2 separate regions of the Gossypium hirsutum genome follow, and region 1 is linked to region 2. A link is a contact called in public Hi-C data. All regions are on one chromosome and are shown on one strand. Each heading gives the region's core, a stretch centred on a gene start, on an enhancer-like site or on the middle of the called end of the contact. The rest is flanking DNA. Distances are from core to core; before and after follow the strand shown. Region 1 holds the start of LOC107921394 (coleoptile phototropism protein 1). Region 2 holds the start of LOC107917009 (indole-3-acetic acid-amido synthetase GH3.15).

Evidence for each region. A called contact is a pair of places that touch in the nucleus more often than the background predicts.
Region 1: a Hi-C map of callus shows a contact between it and region 2, with 3 times the contacts expected there. The contact joins the promoter of LOC107921394 here to the promoter of LOC107917009 in region 2. A contact is called at or near these places in 2 of 34 Hi-C or Micro-C datasets (callus and leaf).

Annotation. Positions count from the first base shown.
Region 1 is chrA01:17,369,814-17,372,513 of Gossypium_hirsutum_v2.1, reverse strand. It overlaps LOC107921394 (coleoptile phototropism protein 1), which reads right to left and starts at 1,334. Exons shown (of 4, transcript XM_016851250.2): 1 at 1,133-1,334; 2 at 960-1,029; 3 at 1-549. The coding sequence starts at 1,275.
Region 2 is chrA01:16,990,196-16,992,993 of Gossypium_hirsutum_v2.1, reverse strand. LOC107917009 (indole-3-acetic acid-amido synthetase GH3.15) reads left to right here and starts at 1,520. Exons shown (of 4, transcript XR_001689670.2): 1 at 1,520-1,919.

The DNA of each region.
Region 1 (2,700 bases), core at 85-2,584, 380 kb before region 2:
CCCTTTTCGTTTAATCGATTCGATCACTTGGATAAAATGATCAATTCGAAGGGTCGAAACATCTTGAAACCACCAAGTATCACTTGGTTCTCCAATATTCAAGTTCCCATTACTATTTTGTCCTAAAGTAAAAGCTTTGGGGTCAGTTGAGGCCTTCCAAGCAATGGCATCAGAGCATTGTTTCACAATAAGCAAATCTTTGGACCAAGGTGACACAGATTCACAGCTTTTGAGTACCTTAAAAGTGTCTTTCCAAGATGAGAAAATTGCAAAGCTCAAAAACGCCTCTGTTTTGGAAATGAGATTACCTTGGTGAAGATCATCACTCATTTCCAAGAAATTTGCAGCACAATAGAGTGGAGCAATGGTGGTAGCTGTTACATCCACCTTAAATCCATAGCAGAAGTTGACAATTGATTCAAAGGTGTTGGTTCCACCAGGAAGGTCATCCAACACAATCTTGAGGTTGCCTCCATTTTGTCCATGTCCCTCACTTCTTTTTGCAAATACAAGTCTATTCAAATATCCACTTTTCGAAACCATAGCAAGCTGAGGATCACAACATGATCACTTATTTATAAATTGTAATAGCAAATTATCTTAAGATATGACAAATGCAATGAATTACTAATTTCACATAAATGATTGTAAAGTTAAAATTGAATTAATATGGTAAATTATAAAAAAATTAAAACATAATACGAAAATACAGTTGGCCTTTGTGTTGGGCACAATTTGAACATGATAATGACAAATCTGTCCACATATATCCCATCAGAAACAAAAGGCATAATATTTGGTAAAACGATTCCCTACATAATATATGAAAAATATTTTTATGTAAGCCATCCCCTCCCCAAATTTATAATAATTTACAAAAATAAGTTTATTTCCATCTGGCAAAATTAATAATAATCCCATGCTTCACTAATAAAGACAAGTATATAGTTGTTGCTGACCTTGTGTAAGTAAAAGCTAAAATCTCCAACCTGCACCATTAAATCACTTGCAACTTTGGTCCTAACAAACCTGCGTCAGACGAAATCAAAACAGGAGCTTATTAATATCATCTCTACATAAACACCACCATATATACCTATATGTACCAGAAGAAGAAGAAGAAGAATTTAACCAGTCATTGTTTCTTCTTTCCAATTCCTCAGCAACAATGCTAGACTTTGGTGGATAAATAACACAATGGTTAGGCTTCCCACCCAGCACTGAACCATGAGTACTCTGATGTTCCTCTCTACAACCCATCATCTTAGATCTCATTTTTCCTCTATAGCTATAAGTCCTTGAACCATCATCTTTGGGCTATAGTGTTATTTATACACAATGAATTAGCAGTGTACGTGGGCAGAGATGGGTGGGGGGTTATTTATTGCATTTAATTATTCCAAAGTGGTTAAAGCCATGAAGATGGTTTGGTACCCATTGCCTGTCTGCCACAGAAAGAATATATGGATGGACAGCTTATAGCCAACACATTGACAATTTATGTTCTTCATTCTCATCCATATATATCATTACACCAATCACCCTTTTACGTCAGTGTCGATAGTATATATATACATAAATGTATAGTGCTCTTTTTTTATGATTGATCCATGTATTATCAAGAAAAGTATCATAATCTTTTGGGAGGAAAAAGTTGTAAAATTCAAACATTAGAGACGGTATTGTTGAAAGGTATAGTTATAAATATCAAACATGATATTTAAAACGGACATGAAAAATAAGAAAAAGAATTTAGATAAAATGATATTTATTATATGGGTGAAAGAATGATGAAGTAGAAACTAATTTTTCTTCTTCTTAATGAAAGCAATTATTTATTTTCAAATTACATTATAAAATTCCAGTAGTTTTTTAAAGAATTAGTTTTAAAAAAAATTCAAAAGTAAAAATTACCATTATAATACAAGTTACTGGTTTTTATAATTTTTTTTTATTTTTTAACCATTTCTCAATTTTATTTCAATGAACAAATTAATAGTAATATAGAGAATAATCTTATTTATATTTTCAAGCTATTAACATAAATAAGTTATATAAAATGTAAAATCAATTGAAGAAATTTATGATTCATGAATTTTGATTTAGTGTAATTATACATGTGAAACTTTTATTGTGATTTATATATATAAATAGAACTTTAAGTTTAATTCAATTGTACAATTTTAAAAAATATATATATATACTAATTGCTTGTATATACAATATATAATTGCAAAATGATACTATGACGATAATATTATTAATAGTTTATAAAAATTAACTCAAAATAAAACTTATATAAAATTAAAATTCATAAATCATATTGCACATATGTATTTTTAATACTTTAAATACATAATCATAGTGGAAAAAAAAGTGTAGTTGGGTGACGAAATATTACAATTTCATGGCTGAAAATACCTGGAAAGGCAGAATGATGATGATCCAAGAATTTGTGGATAGTCTATGCTATGGACCCATATAAGAGAAGGTATTTATGATGGTTAGGACCGAATGTCAGCTAAGAGAAAGACCTCTATAATTCGAAAGGCCACACAAATTATTGAAAGTTCCTTTGAAGCAAAAGCTCAGGTGGCAATCCAGTGTATAAGAGGTTGTGGCCTAGTCCTGAAGGAGGAGTAGAGTAATTAATAACAATTATGGAAAAGAGCTGCATGAAGTGTCAACTACTGAGCTTCT
Region 2 (2,798 bases), core at 271-2,770:
TTGTTCTATTATTTCTTTTTGACTCTACGCCTCTTTAGGTGAATTAGTCTCCACAGGACCACCATTATCTCCTCTTTACTTTCCTCCTTTGTTGTACTTTACATCAATAATTGTTATTGTTATATCCCTACCTAAATTTAGACCCAGTTGGACCTTACATTAGGCGAACTAAGGTATACTAATCATGACATAATTGGATAAGAAGATTCACCTTTTTTACAAATGCCCTAGGATACCCCTTAGTAAGGGACTTTTATCCACTCAAAACCCTAATACACTAAGATCTCACCCTTTTTCTACTTGAGTCCCTCTCCTTTTTCGAGCCTCCCCTAGAATGGGTGAATTGGCATTCCTCAACACATCCCCCTCTTTTCCTTCTTTATCTTCGTTAATATCGTGTATCAACATATATAATTTTTTTATCACATTATAAATGTGTTACAATTTCAAATTTACCCAACACTGTACTAACTAAAAGCAAATGAGTGAAAATGATAGAAGCAGAGGCAGCACGGACGAGACAAGTTGAACATAGGTCAAAGGCAAAGCTAAGAAAGCTTAAGTTAATTAAGTAAGAAACTAAGGAAGCTGGTCGTCTAACAACACTCCACAATGCTCCCACCTAACTTTACATTTATCTTTTGGATGGTGATTCACAAGTTTTTAACCTTTCATGTAAGGACCATCTTAAGAAATATTACATTAAATTAAGTTCCTTTATTTCATTTATATATTAAAACTTACACTCTCTCTTTTTTTTTTACACTTTATGAACTTCAAATCAGGGGCGAAGCAAGAAAATTTTTTAAGGGGACTAAAATTAAATTGTAATTTTTAATAGCCTATATATTTATAATTTTTAAAAAATTAAATCAAAACTTTTATCATTTTTAGGGGTTAAAGTGTATTTTTATTTTTACTAATTTAAAATTTTAAAAATTCTAAAAAGTCTAAATGAATAATTTTACATTTTAGAGGGGTTGGGGCCCTACAAGCCCCAGCTACACCCTTGCTTTAAATAAATTTGATATTAATTAATTTTTTTGGGACTATAATTAAATTACTTCCAAATTATTTTTTTTTAAATCAAGAATGGGAGATATTTAATATTAAACAAAATTTGAAACCAAAGTGAATGTTTTGTAATTATACTAATAACTTTTTGAAACATTGAAATTGCATAATAATTCTTAGCACACACCCTTCGTAAATGAATTTTTTCTTTTTAAAGTAACATAAACATTTCTTGGGCTAAAATAGCTGAATGGACTAATTTTTTTTTAATTAGGCCTTTAGGCCATTTTTATTTTTATTTAGGGCAATAAAACCCATTGGACCCATCCATGCAGTTCCGTATATAGGCTTTTGTCGACTGTTGATTTAGTTAAATATGTAAGATAAAGTGTGATGTGACAGCTACCTAACTTTTGAAAACAAGGATACCTTTTTCAGATATTCAATTTGCATAATAATTCTTACCACGCACTTTTTTTAAGTTTTCTTTATTTAAAAATTAAAATAGAAGTACTACTGATGTTCACCCCGGGACGAAATTTCGAGTATATATTAATGCACACACACACACACACACACACACAAAGCTGAGCTAACCCTTGGAGTTGGTAGTGTTTGTTTCATTTGGTTCTTTAAAGTTGCAGAGGCCGAGGAGGTTAATGGTAACAGAAATGAACATTTGGAAAATTTGCCAAATCAGGTAAGCGAAAGGTGTTTGCAGGCAGCAGAGTTTTGAGGGTAGTTTTCATCCTCTCATCACTCTACTCCCAGATTATTCGCTTCCCTAATTTGGACGATTTTACTTGCGCTCCTTCTTCACCCCTCTCAAGTTTCTCATCGAAAATCAGTGGAGAGAACCTGGAAATATACTTTCACCTCTGCAAAAGTTTTCGAGCTTCAAACAGGTAAAACAGATAATTCTCTCTCTCTCTCAACCCTTCAATTTCCTCTGTTCCCTTTACGCTCTTCTTTGTTTCCATGAAAAGTTTGAGAAAGAAGAAAATTTTTGATATTAACTTAAGGAAAGTCATTGTTATTTTTATTTGATTCTTATATATTACAGAAATTATTTTAAGGATACTTCTCACCACAGTTTTTATAGTTATTTTTTAATTATTTAATGAAATTTTAGTATTTTTTTTTATGTTATTGACTTATAATTTTTTTACTCCAAATCCGAACTTGAATCTTGAATTTAAACTTAAAATTCTAAACTCGAACCTTAAATTTGGATTCAAAGTTTGAGATTCGAGGTCGGGGTTGAGTTTGAGGTTTGAGAGTTTTTTATTTAGAGTTCGAGGTTTGAAGTTCTATTCATGATTCCGGATTTGGATTCAATGTAAAAAAAATTAACAAATTTATGTGTTCCGGATTTGGATTCAATGTAAAAAAAATTAATAAATTTATGTGTGAATGATATAAAAAAATTTATTAAAATATTATTAAATAATTGAAATGGGACCGTGAATAATATTGTAGGAAGAGTTTATATAATAATTTATCATAATATTTATTTGAAGCTTTTAATGGTTTCTTTAATGATTTTTAGCATCCCATCACTCATGGCATATGGTACAAGAGTAAAGTCAAATAAGGATTGTATCAAGAATTTCAATATGATCAAAGTTTGAGATTTGATTTTTAGAGAATTTGATGACAAAAAAATATGTCATACTATATGTAATAGAAATTCCATTACATTTGTATGCATGTGAAAATCATGTATTTAATATATATATATATGCACTTAAAATACATATAATAGGTATTAAAATGTATCGTTT